2 separate regions of the Zea mays genome follow, and region 2 is linked to region 1. A link is a contact called in public Hi-C data. All regions are on one chromosome and are shown on one strand. Each heading gives the region's core, a stretch centred on a gene start, on an enhancer-like site or on the middle of the called end of the contact. The rest is flanking DNA. Distances are from core to core; before and after follow the strand shown. Region 1 holds the start of LOC542766 (c-4 methylsterol oxidase). Region 2 holds the start of LOC541712 (RUBISCO activase 1).

The links. Hi-C and Micro-C count contacts between places; a contact is called where the count stands out from the background.
Region 2: a Hi-C map of ear shows a contact between it and region 1, with 3 times the contacts expected there. The contact joins the promoter of LOC541712 here to the promoter of LOC542766 in region 1. A contact is called at or near these places in 2 of 25 Hi-C or Micro-C datasets (ear and tassel).

The regions. Positions count from the first base shown.
Region 1 is chr4:635,783-643,042 of Zm-B73-REFERENCE-NAM-5.0, forward strand. It overlaps LOC542766 (c-4 methylsterol oxidase), which reads left to right and starts at 1,590. Exons shown (of 7, transcript NM_001279592.2): 1 at 1,590-1,942; 2 at 2,135-2,272; 3 at 3,717-3,862; 4 at 3,968-4,087; 5 at 4,166-4,378; 6 at 4,488-4,568; 7 at 4,642-5,010. The coding sequence starts at 1,904. The coding sequence ends at 4,711. It overlaps LOC103655008 (tropinone reductase homolog At5g06060), which reads right to left and starts at 6,316. Exons shown (of 2, transcript XM_008681830.2): 1 at 6,006-6,316; 2 at 4,711-5,916. The coding sequence starts at 6,118. The coding sequence ends at 5,178.
Region 2 is chr4:1,224,268-1,230,795 of Zm-B73-REFERENCE-NAM-5.0, forward strand. LOC541712 (RUBISCO activase 1) reads left to right here and starts at 1,362. Exons shown (of 3, transcript NM_001111451.2): 1 at 1,362-1,416; 2 at 1,585-2,090; 3 at 2,184-3,026. The coding sequence starts at 1,381. The coding sequence ends at 2,943. It overlaps LOC100382265 (RUBISCO activase1), which reads left to right. Exons shown (of 3, transcript NM_001175017.1): 3 at 1-726. The coding sequence ends at 624.

The DNA of each region.
Region 1 (7,260 bases), core at 340-2,839:
GAACCGAACCTCGGTAAAACAAATCCTTGTGTCTCACTTCTTTATTCGCTTGTGATTTGTTTTTGCTCCCTCTCTCGGACTTGCATTATATTTCTAACGCTAACCCGACTTGTAGTTGTGATTAACTTTGTAAATTTCAGTTTCGCCCTATTCACCCCCCCTCTAGGCGACTTTCAGTAGCTTCTTTTGATATAACATACCTTTTTATTTTTGTGCTTATAGCTTCCTAGCATTCTTATGCTTTTCTAGCAACATTGTCGAATGAAAACATTTTGTGCCTCTGATGTTGGCCTCGACGACACAAAAACATGTATTAAAACTACCACTGCAATTAGAATGGAGATGGAATACACTGATTGGTAAAGTGTCACATTACAAGAATATCTACCAACAAACAATTAACTCAAAATTTAAACTTCAACATCCAAGTGAGTCAGCCAATCTAGTTCACTACCATATCTGAGACACTGAAGATCCAAGGACTGGTGCGAATAACATCTGACATAATGAATCCAAACCTAGCCATTTTACCCTATTGAGTAGAGGTGTAGACAAATGACAAACAAATGCAAGGGTAGTCACTAACCCAATACCTTCTTCATATTCGCCCTCGAGAACTCCCATTTCATGGTCGACTTGTTCTCCGGCAAATCAAGGTGCTGCAAGATCAGGCAAACACAAGTGTAGCGGATCTGAGGAGTGCTCACGTACTTAAGAGCTATGGAGAAGGGCCTGGTGCTGAAGTTAGAGCCCCTAAAGGAGACGGTGGAGTAGCCTACGATAACGATCTATAAGCGAAACTTTCCACAAAGGAGATCGAACAATTATTTTTGGTAAATGGTGGGTGTAGGGTTTGGGCAGAGAAGAGGTCCGACCGAAGACGAATCGAGCGAGAGGTCGATGGCTTTCGATGCTATGTAAGGCCGAGGTGGCGTCGAGGCGCACTTCCGTTGGCATCATGGTGGTGTGGTCGGCTGGGGAGGCGACCAGATGTGGACCTCAGTGGTGATTTGGGGGAGGAGGAAGAAGGTGTGGTGGCCGTGGTCATAGAGGAGCATGTTGTCGTCATGGTTGTCGGAGCCGCAGGTGTCGTGGAGGAAGGTCGTGCCCCACGGCGAGGCGGGCTGGTGGAGCAATTCGAGCACGGACGACAATTGCGAGGTGGGGAGACAATCAGACAAGGACAGCGTGGAAGGGATGGGAGCTGGACACAGTGTGGGGTATGAGAGCTGGACACGAGCTAGCTCAAAGCTCAGTTTAAGGACGAGTTCGCATCTGTGCCTTCGGCACAGCCGGAGCGCGTCGTACGGAGAGCGCTCGAAATCGGGTGAGGTTTTAATAAAGAAGATAGCCCATGTCTGCTTAGGGCCTGTTCGCTTTCCTCTCAGTCCATGTGGATTGAGTGTGATTGGATGTGTTTAAATTCCAAATAAGTCATAATTTTTCATAATTTTTTTAATACCAGCCAATCCATATGTTAGGAATAACCGAACCAGGCTTATTTGAAACACACTTTTTTTGGTTGATTTTGTGGTAACGAAATTTGAAAAGAAAGCATATAGACTGATGAGACGCACGGATTCATGACTAGATTGGAATCCAATTCCAGGGCTACACATGCATCCATGGAATTCATGACTTGCACGCATGTGGCGGCGAGGCAAGTGGCAACGTGAGCGGCGGTACGGCACAAGGCCACGACAGGCCAAAAGAGAGGAGACGGAGCAATGGAATTGGAAGGCCACGAGAGGAGTCTGAGCTCGCCGCTTTAGCGAGCGCAAGCAGAGCCTGCCAAAAGGCTAGAGAAAAAAAAATCCGCCTTCTCCTCCCAGTCGCAGGCCAGGCTCAGCCTCCCCTCTCCCCTCCTCGGCATCTTCGCCGCCGGCGATCTATCTCTCTCACAATGGCGGCGCCCATGTCAGCCATCGACTCAGCGTGGCAGGTACCCCCACCTACTATTCCCCCTCCCTCTCTCTCTCTCTCTCTCTCTCTCTCTCTCTCTCTCTCTCTCTCTCTCTCTCTGCCAATCAATCTCTGCTCCGCTCTCTTCTCTCCCTCCTCATCCCCAGATCTCTGTCTCTCACTGCTGTTCCTCGCCGGGGGAAACGTAACGGGAAAACACAAATGAATGCAGCTCCTGATCGCCAACTTCACCGAGTTCCAGCTCGCCACCGTCGTCACCTTCCTGCTCCACGAGACCGTCTTCTTCCTCTCCGGCCTCCCCTCCCTCCTCTTCGAGCGCTTCGGACTCTTCGCCAAGTACAAGATCCAGGTACCCCCATCCCCATGCTTCTTTTTTTTCTTGTCCTTTTCCTTTTGAGCCAGTGCCCACTGCCGCTGCTAATCTGAAAGAGTAACATGCCCGATTTGATCCATTCACCTCTCGGCCCGTCAATTGTCTGTCAGTCGCCCAGCCTGCGTCCATTAATGGATGGATCTTCTTGTCTCCTCAAATCATATACTAGTAGGAATCAAAAGGTTACACAACTTCGCTCGGAAAGAGTAGGAGTAGGAGGAACAAACAGCAAATAAATGGGACGATAGGGCTCCCAGACTGGGCAAATCGAGGTGACACTTTCCTCTTCCGCTTAACCCACCCACCGTGGAGGAGGATCCAGTGATAACTGTTTTCGCTACCCACTGTGACCACATAAAGACATGGAAAGATGAACATAGAGTCGCCGTCCTTTCCCTTTCAGTTTCCCTTTTTCCCCACAGAAGGGAGAACGGAAATCGGGAGAATTCGTTCCCATTGTCCACGTCTTCGCGATTAACATGTACATTTTTACAGGGAACTGTTGAATATTTGATCTTTACAGCGCTCACCTTGCAATAGTATTGTTTCAGCTGTTCGCACCATGCCATATTAATATTCAGTTAATCTTTTCTATCCAGATCTTATCTAACTTTCTTTAGAATTGAAATTGAGTTGTTCCATAAGAAAACATAGCTACGACCAAGGGTTTGGCTAAATTGGAGATTCAGTGATATTTTGTTCCACTAGATATTCTGGTTCTTTCATCGGATTGCAATGCCTAGATTCCCATGTGAAGCAGAACATGCATGCTATTAATTCTGTTCCAAGCTCCTAGTGCCCATAAACAAATAATGGTTGACCCTTGTTAGGAATGGCTGCCATGTGAGGCATTAGACAGGGATAAGTGGGTAACTTCACCTATAAAAGGAGAGCTGTACCGGCTGTGGGGGCATCGAAGAATCATTTTACAACAGAAATCTCTACTTCCCGTTATTGTTCATCTTCTCCCTCTCATTCCCTCTCTTGTTCTCAGATCCTCTCTCTTTCCAGTTCCTTCTAGAATATGTTGGTTGCTGCTACTCTGAAATTGTCCCGAATCATATGATCGGTGATACTTTTGCTGTTGGTTCGAACTCGTGAGATTAGTGTTGCTAACATTTGATTCTGGACAATTTCAGAGTAGCAGCAACCAACGCATTCTAGAAGCAGAACATGCATGCTATTAGTTCTGGTCAATTTCAGTGATATTTTGTTCCATTAGATATTCTGGTTCTTTCATCCGATTGCAATGCCTAGATTCCCATGTGAAGCAGAACATGCATGCTATTAATTCTGTTCCAAGCTCCTAGTGCCTATAAACAAAGAATGGTTGATCCTTTCATCTATGTGCGGTAGGCTTATCTTGGTACAATATCTGGTTCCCTTAACACAAAAAAATGTGTGCATTTTTTGTTTACAGAAGAAGAGCAACACCTCTGCTTACCAAAACAGATGTGTCTTGCGCCTCATTCTCTACCATGTATGTGTGAACCTGCCTGTCATGATTTTCTCGTATCCTGCCTTCAAATTCATGGGTCTCAGGAGCTCTCTTCCTTTGCCACATTGGTATGCACTCACTTCTCTCCTCCTATGTAAAGGAGCTATTAAGTTACGTTATTACTAGTATTCTTCTCGTCTCACTATCTCAGCACACCAACACCTTTTTTGCAGGTCGGTTGTTGTATCTCAAGTTCTTTTCTACTTTGTCCTTGAGGATTTTATATTCTATTGGGGGCACAGGGCATTGCATACGAAATGGCTATACAAACACGTTCACAGCGTCCACCATGAGTAAGTGATACTGCTTCACTACATCTCGCTTTACATGTTGCAACACTTTCTAGTCAATGACAGAATGAATCCTTGCAGGTACGCCACACCCTTTGGTTTAACATCGGAATATGCCCACCCAGCTGAAATTTTGTTCCTGGGATTCGCCACAGTTGTTGGTCCTGCTCTTACTGGCCCTCATCTCTTCACCCTGTGGCTGTGGATGGTGTTGAGGGTTTTGGAGACAGTTGAAGCTCACAGCGGCTATCACTTCCCATGGAGCCCATCAAATTTCCTGCCGCTGTATGGCGGGTAAGTAAGCTAGATCATTGTTTTCCTTCCCCCCCCTTAAAAGAGATTGTGCTTGTTTATTTGAAGCTGAACGTCTGGCCATTTGCTGAGCTTTTGTCATGGTGAATAGCTCGGACTTCCATGACTACCATCACCGTGTGCTGTACACAAAGTCAGGGAACTATGCCTCAACATTTGTTTACATGGACTGGTAAGGATCCGTGGCATGACTGTGTTGAGCTGTGCAGGGGCTCTGAAGTCTGAACTCATTGGTCGTGTTTCAGGTTGTTCGGCACGGACAAGGATTATCGCAAGGCAAAGACCATTGAGGAGAAAGAAGGGAAAAATCTGTAGATTGTGGAAGCTGCTCAGCAAGACTGGCGATAGAGTTTCACTCATGGAAGGAGATATGGATGCACCCTAGAAACAGTCAGTTTATCTCCTGACCATCGATACTATAGGTTGAGATATTGATTTCCTGTGTTTGCTATGATCAAGAATGAGGCCCTGGTGGCCCTGGTCTGTCATGAACTGAATTTGATGATTTGTCATCTCCTCCTGGTGGTTTGCTTTGCGTTTCTTTCGTGACTCGACGGGATGTATACATATGGAATGGCCTGGCAGCAGTAATAACCATCTGAATTGAGTCGTCAGCGATGGTGGGGGTAGCTTTGCACCCTAGAAACTTTCCTCTGCACGCTTGTGTATTTTGTTGGTAATCGATTCCGGAATTGCATTGTTCCTCGTACACGCGCACACAATTGATCTGCAGTGACTGTTCAATTCGCAAGCTGGAGTAGCAACAGAGGTTGCAATCCATTCACAGTTTGGCGGCAACGGTTCGTCCGCCATCGATGCAGATGACCTGGCCAGTAATGTAGGAGGCGGCGGGCATGCAGAGGAAGGCGACGAGCGCGGCCACCTCCTGTGGCGTGCCAAAGCGGCGCATGGGCACCCGCGACATCTCCATCTCCGCCAGCCTCCGTGCCCTGCTGGCGTCGCCCAGCGTCGTGCCAGAGATGCCTGTACTGTCGATGACCCCTGGCGCGACGCAGTTGACGCGGACGCCGTGCGGCGCCCACTCGGCAGCGAGGCTCCTGGTGAGCGGCTGCAGAGCGCCCTTGCTGACCGAGTAGGCGGACAGCGCCGGGTACGCGACGAAGGCCGCCACGGAGGACATGTGCACCACCACGGCGCCGCCCGCCCGCCGGAGGAGCGGGTGGGCGAGGCGGCTGAGGTGGAAGCACGAGTCCAGGTTGGTGGCCATGAGGTGGGCGTAGTCGTCGGGCGTGGTGGCCGCCGCCGGCCTGTACAGGGACCCGCCGGCGTTGTTGACGAGGATGTGGAGGCTGCCGTGGAAGATGTCGCGCACGGTGGCCACCAGGCTCTCCCTGTCGCGCTCCGAGGACACATCACAGACGGAGGTGGTGATCACGTCGCCGGCTTGGACTAGGCCCTTGTCGGCCCAGCGGCGCCGGCATGCGTCCAGGTCTCCGGCAGTGCGGGAGCAGGTGTGCACCCTGGCGCCAAGGCTCGCCAGCTCCTCCACGATCGCAAGCCTGCATCATATATATGCATGCATCGATCGACATGAGCATGAACTCGATATGCATAGATGATTGACACGCACGTATAGTACTACTACTACCCGATCCCTTTGGTTCCTCCGGTGACTAGTGCCGTCTTTCCTGCCAGGCTCCACCGCTGCCTCGCCTCCTCATTCTGTCTGCCGCCGCCGCTGCCTGATCCAGTCGCCGCCATGAGTGAATCCGATCGAGGAGTTACGCAACTTTAATGTCACCTGACGATTATCGGCTGAGAGAGAGATTTAATTATCACATACGTACTCCTACAGCATATATAGGCATCGATTCTTCCTTCCATGCCTGTCCGTATGTCTTCGGGCACCACGATTAATCGTCCCTTCTCAATGGCTCTGTGCACGGGGACCTTGGTATTGATGATTGTTTTGTCACCTCACATCCTCAGTTCCGTTCCAAAATCAACAACAACAACAACAACAACAACAACAACAAAGCCTTTTGTCCCAAGCACGTTGGGGTAGGCTAGAGATGAAACCCTGTATGAAAACCTCAGAGCTCAACCCCCAAAGAAAACAGGGGAAACAAAGGCAAAGGAGAACCGAAAACGACGAAACGGGGGAACACATAAAAGAGATAAAACCCACAAGAACCAGCAAGGTCTAAATGGGCACAAGAAAAGGTCAAACGATTAAGGAGGAAAAGCGGAACTATAAATCAAGGTTCTGGCACGTGAATTGCACACTTCCACCCCTTCCTATCCACGGCGAGCTCTTTATCAATATTCCACTCCTTCAGGTCCCTCTTCACTGCCTCTGTCCACGTCAAGGTTGGTCGACCTCTACCTCTCTTCACATTCTCGGGACGCCTAATTATTCCGATATGCACTGGTGCCTCTTCAGGTCTTCGTTGGATATGTCCAAACCATCTCAAACGATGTTGCATAAGCTTCTCCTCAATTGGCGCCACTCCTACTCTCTCTCGTATGTCATCATTCCGGACTCGGTCTCTCCTTGTGTGGCCACATATCCAGCGCAACATACGCATCTCTGCCACACACAGTTGTTGGACATGTCGTCTTTTAGTGGGCCAATATTCTGCTCCATACAACATAGCCGGCCGGATTGCTGTCCTGTAGAATTTGCCTTTTAGTTTGTGTGGCACCCGGGGGTCGCATAAGACACCCGCCGCTTGCCGCCACTTCAACCATCCAGCTTTAATTCTATGACTGACATCCTCATCGATGTCTCCATCCTTCTGAAGCATTGATCCTAAGTAACGAAAAGTGTCTTTCTTGGGTACCACTTGCCCATCAAGACTAACATCGCCATCTTCATACCCCATGGCATTGAAATCACACTT
Region 2 (6,528 bases), core at 112-2,611, 590 kb after region 1:
AACGTGCAGCTCCCGGGGATGTACAACAAGGAGGAGAACCCCCGCGTGCCCATCATCGTCACGGGCAACGACTTCTCGACGCTGTATGCGCCGCTGATCCGCGACGGGCGCATGGACAAGTTCTACTGGGCTCCCACCCGCGAGGACCGCGTGGGCGTGTGCAAGGGCATCTTCCGCAGCGACGGCGTCCCCGACGAGGACGTGGTGAGGCTGGTGGACGCCTTCCCGGGCCAGTCCATCGACTTCTTCGGCGCCCTCCGCGCCAGGGTGTACGACGACGAGGTGCGGCGGTGGGTGGCCGAGACCGGCGTGGAGAACATCGCCAGGAGGCTCGTCAACTCCAAGGAGGGCCCGCCCACGTTCGAGCAGCCGAGGATGACGCTGGACAAGCTCATGGAGTACGGGCGCATGCTGGTGGAGGAGCAGGAGAACGTGAAGCGCGTGCAGCTGGCAGACAAGTACCTCAGCGAGGCGGCGCTGGGCGACGCAAACGACGACGACGACTTGTATGGCAAGGCGGCGCAGCATGTCCGCGTGCCCGTGCCGGAGGGGTGCACTGACCCCAAGGCCGGCAACTTCGACCCTACCGCCAGGAGCGACGACGGCAGCTGCGTGTACAACTAATATAATTGTCCAAACAATTTCTGTGGCACGTACTTAAGTTTGAGCCAGGATACAAACTTTGGCCGCTAATGGTTGCTGTCGCCGGTCAAGAGGGCGTTGGCTACTTGAGTTAGATTTTGGTTGTGTTTCATCCCCACGTACGTCCAGCAAAGAAAAATTGAAGCTAGTGCATGCATGGTTCGTCATCAAATGCATGGCCGGCCGGATACAAATTTGAACTGTAGCTATCGACGTACGCATGTATTAATTTATATCAGAGAAGACAAGGAACACAGATACATACATGTCGAAACAATCATTTTCTATGGCACTTGAGCTAGCTAGCATACAATTTTGTTTTAAATGAAATGAAACTGAAGACGATCGATCGAATTGAAGGTTGTGGTTCGTGAGCAATGCAATGCAGTTTCACAGAACGTTGCCAATGCAACAAGCCACCAAGAAAAGAGAAGTCTACTCGATCTTGCAATGATTAGGCTTGGATGATGCGTGGGGCCACGTACGTATGGACATCGAAGAACCCCATCCTCAGCGTGTGGCCTGAGGGTGATGGCAAAGCTGATCCACACATTGCGGCCCCCTTTCCCCCCTCAGAGACCCTGACCTCCCGAGCACAGCCAGCCACCGCGCAACGCCGGCCACCACCACCACCACCATACCTGCTAGCGCTAGCTCTCTTTATTTAACGCCGCCGTGTGCGTGCCTCGACGACCTCACTACTTTGAGCTGCAAGGTCCGAACTAAAAAGCACAAGAAATGGCGGCCGCCTTCTCCTCCACCGTCGGAGCTCCGGTGGGTGACCGCGCGTGTTAATTCCAAGCATCTGCTAGCTGCTCTGCTGCTAGTTCGGGATCTTCTTCTTCATGCATGCATTTCATGATCATATATGTATCTCCTTGAGACCTTCTTGACGGCATATATATGTATATGTACATGCATCATGCATCGACCGATCATCAGGCCTCCACCCCGACCAGGAGCAGCTTCCTCGGGAAGAAGCTCAACAAGCCGCAGGTGTCCGCGGCCGTGACCTACCATGGCAAGAGCTCCAGCAGCAACAGCAGGTTCAAGGCGATGGCTGCCAAGGAGGTGGACGAGACGAAGCAGACCGACGAGGACAGGTGGAAGGGCCTGGCCTACGACATCTCGGACGACCAGCAGGACATCACCAGGGGCAAGGGCCTCGTCGACAACCTCTTCCAGGCGCCTATGGGGGACGGCACCCACGTCGCCGTGCTCAGCTCCTACGACTACATCAGCCAGGGCCAAAAGTCTTACAACTTCGACAACATGATGGATGGCTTCTACATAGCCAAGGGCTTCATGGACAAGCTCGTCGTCCACCTCTCCAAGAACTTCATGACCCTGCCAAACATCAAGGTTCCCCTCATCCTGGGTATCTGGGGAGGCAAAGGCCAGGGAAAATCGTTCCAATGCGAGCTGGTCTTCGCCAAGATGGGCATCACGTACGTTAATTTATTTCGATTCGTCTATTATTATTGCCTTCGATAATATATACTAGCTAGTAGTAAATCATTCCAATGCATGCATGCATGCAGCCCCATCATGATGAGCGCCGGCGAGCTGGAGAGCGGCAACGCCGGAGAGCCCGCCAAGCTCATCAGGCAGCGCTACCGTGAGGCCTCCGACCTCATCAAGAAGGGCAAGATGTCCTGCCTCTTCATCAACGACCTCGACGCCGGCGCGGGTCGCATGGGCGGCACCACCCAGTACACGGTGAACAACCAGATGGTCAACGCCACCCTGATGAACATCGCCGACAACCCCACCAACGTGCAGCTCCCGGGGATGTACAACAAGGAGGACAACCCCCGCGTGCCCATCATCGTCACCGGCAACGACTTCTCCACGCTCTACGCGCCGCTCATCCGCGACGGCCGCATGGAGAAGTTCTACTGGGCGCCCACCCGCGAGGACCGCATCGGCGTCTGCAAGGGCATCTTCCGCACCGACGGCGTCGACGAGGAGCACGTCGTCCAGCTGGTCGACACCTTCCCTGGCCAGTCCATCGACTTCTTCGGCGCGCTGCGTGCCCGGGTCTACGACGACGAGGTCCGACGGTGGGTGAGCGAGACCGGCGTCGAGAACATCGCCAGGAAGCTCGTCAACTCCAAGGAGGGCCCGCCCACGTTCGAGCAGCCCAAGATAACGATCGAGAAGCTCTTGGAGTACGGACACATGCTGGTGGCGGAGCAGGAGAACGTCAAGCGTGTGCAGCTTGCTGACAAGTACCTCAACGAGGCTGCTCTTGGTGAAGCCAACGAGGACGCCATGAAGACTGGCTCCTTCTTCAAGTAGAAAGCAACTCTTTGCTATTGCTAGCTAGGCGCGAGGCCGGCATAGGATCGAGGAGGTGAATATATATATTACTTGGATAGTTTTGTAATATATATATATATATTACTGAACCAGGACATGCATACATATATTCGTCTATATAATGGATCATGTATATTTCATTTCAGGGCGCCACCAAAATGCATTGGAGCTAACGAACAGCGAGGGGCGATCATGGCAGCAGCTGCCACTACATCTTCTAAACTTGCCATTTTTATTATCCCTGATCCATGTATTACTCTTAATTTGTACGTACTACAATACGGGATCTGGCCAAGCGCGATATATAGCTGGGCATGCAAAGTTTTTGTCGATGTTTTTTTTTTGAAAGAAACAAGGTAGAAGGGCTAGCTGTGCTTGTTAAATTAAAAAGAAGGTGAGCCAAGACTAGCAGAACAAGGCTGTACAAAAAAAACTACACAAAGTGTGCCAAAGAAGAACTCTCAGTGTCGGCCTATATATCAAAATTGCCATATGTTTCACTCCTGCCATGATCCACACTCCGCTTTCATCTTTTATTTTCTGTATGTTGGGCTGTGTGTATGTGTTGGTGTTGGGCTTGGACCTTGTACTTAGGGGTGTTTGGTTCCTTCAGTCATATGTGTTTGCAACCTATATGAGTACCCTATCTGACGGAGTATCCCCGTGACACAACGAACATGTCTGGTGTCTTATGGACCTCTCCAAACACGATGTAGACCTCTACGAGTAATATATCCAGTGCCCCATTATGTGCTACTTCAATGCAATCCTGCGTGTCAAGTGTACTCTGATTTTCAGCCCTTTCTTCGGTACAGACGCTTCTCCTGTCCGATGCTTTATCTGGTGCTACACCAGACATGTCCGATGTTGCTCGGCAGCCTATTTTATTTTCTTCGTTTCTCTTTAATCAAGCTTTTTCTATCTTTTGTCTTGGACTCTTGCGTGATTTCGGTAGGTTTTTGGCATTTTTTCTAATATATTGTTTGAATTGTTGATCTTCTCGATCACCATGTTGCCTTTGTCTAAGTCCACACTACATCCTTTGAACTATATTCATAAACACTAGCAAACAACATAGTTCAAATGGTTACGTTGGTCATCAAAAACAATAATCCATTAATCAAATTAGCTAGGTTCATTTTCCTTACAACTACGAACATGCTTGTGAGGGAATCTTATGCTCATCCCTGCAGAAGATTTGCGAAGAGGAAATCTAGTTGAATAGTAGCTTGTTGGAGCGCCGCTCTATAGTTTGATTCTTATTAAACTATTATCATGGGCTTGCGTTCTGACATCAATTAGTGTGTGAATCACCTAGTTTGGACTCGCTATATCAAGGATGTAGGTTGCCGACAAGTAACCAAATCTCATGGATAAATATTGCGTCATCTCTTGCCCTGTGTGGTTTGCCCTCTAAATTATCCTTGCTAATTACATATAGTTGTTACTAGTTCATACATTTGTTATATATATGTTTTTTGTTTTATTTCCCTTGTTTGGAACATAGCTTGTCGTAGTCATCCATTTATTTCACAATATATTAGCTACTTTAGAGAAGTAGTCTAGAACAAAAATAGTGCAACTAATCGTTTGCGTACATTCTTTTATATTGGCTCTAGTTACATTTGTTAGATTTGTAGAGTGTTTTTATAGGCTATTCAACCCCACTCTAGCCATCTAGGTCCTTTCAAGTAGTACTAAAGCTAGAACACTAGTGTTTTTAGGCTTAACATTGTATGATAAAAAGATGGCTACTAATTTTGTAGGCAGAGTAATATCCTCATGTCGTGGTTTCGAAAACCATGAGACAATAAGATTTGTGTGTCGACAAGGGTGCTAGCGCGGACTCACTCTAAATGGTGAGCCACGAGGGGCTCGAAGGTGGATTTGAGAGAGGGGTTATACTGGTTCAGGCTTGCGCCCTAGTCTAGTGTAGTGCTGATCATAGTATTATTGCTTGGAGCATGTTACAGTTGAGTGCTTGTGTGTTGAAGATGGGGGTTGTCTTGTCCTTTTATAGTTCAAGAGTAGATTTTACACTGAGAACTTGCATTCTTCCCAGGAGAAGTTCGATCTATTGCCTTGGGTTGCCTTAGCCCTCCTAGCGTCGTCCATAGGGGGGTGCTGGCGATTCTTGATGTGGCATTCTGTCTTGTCTACCCGATGTTTTTGTCCCTGTAGCTTATCTGATGCCAACATAGTGGTACACGGCGGGTCCCGCAGAGTGGCCTCATGGTGAGGTTTAGGGTTGTATTTAGTACAACTTCATCATCTATCATGACCCTTGCGTCACCTATCGGTACGCGTTGGCATACAACTGGTATGGCGTACTATCCCGTTCTTTCAGGTAATCCGATCACTGTAGAGGCTCCGATGCTGAGGTACCTGTGAATGGGTTTAACTGGTCCCACCGGTGAACGGGGGCACATCTGAGAACGTATTGGGAGTCGTGTTTGATAGAGGCCCTTTGACATTGTTCCCCTGGTACAGACATGGTTTGGTGATGGTTTGTTTTATCGTACTGACGTTGCTCAGTGGTACTCAGTCAGCCCCCGCCCCCTCCCCTTGACCTGTGGGTCTGCTTGCTAGAGGGTTGGTCGGCAACTCCGTTTCGCCGAGTTACTCGGTAGGCAGATGGTCAACAACTCTATCTTGTCGTGTTGCTCGGCAAACGGGTTGGTAGGCAACTCCGCCTCGCCATGTTCCTCGGCGAGCGGGTTGGTCGACAACTCTGTCTTGTCGTGTTGCTCGGCGAGCGGGTTGGTCGACAATTCTGGCTCGCTGATTTGCTCGGTAGGCGGGTTGGTCAGCAACTCCGCCTCGCCGATTCGCTCGGTAGGCGGGTCGGTCGACAACTCCGCCTCGCCGATTCGCACCTGGTTCCTAGCTACCCGACAGCAGCCCCCCGAGCCTGTGTGTAACTCCTTGGAGTTGCGCAGAGGCTTTTCCTAAGTGGTTGTCTTTTTAGGTGCGCGCAAGCGCATCTGCTAGATGTAGCCCCCGAGCAATCGACGTGGATTACTTGAGGGTTTATGCAGTGTAAGGGGTGGACCCTTTTCTGTGGTGGTTCATCACGCACTGGGCATGGGCCCATTTGTTATTGCCTAGCTCGCTTTTAATAGCAAGGGCCTTTGGCACACATAAACGCATCTGCTAGATGTAGCCCCCGAGCTCCCGAGTAATCCATGTGGATTGCTTGGGGGTTATGCAGTGTAAGGGACGGACCCATTTTCTGTGGTGGTCCATCACACACTAGGCATGAGTCCATTTGTTATTGCCTAGCTCGCTTTTGCTAGCCAGGGCCTCGGGCGCGCGCAAACGCATCTGCTAGATGTAGCCCTCGAGCCCTCGAGTAATCCATGTGGATTGCTTGGGGGTTTATGAAGTGTAAGGGACGAACCCTTTTCTGCAATGGTCTTCACGCATCGGGTGTGAGACCATTTCGGTCGAAGCTAGGCATGGCTTCTGGTACTTGTTTCTTCGCTTGGCGGTATGATTCCTTTTGTGCGCGCATCTCCTTCGAGAAGGTTCCTTTGAAATCCTTGTGGGGGGGAGGGCCCCCTC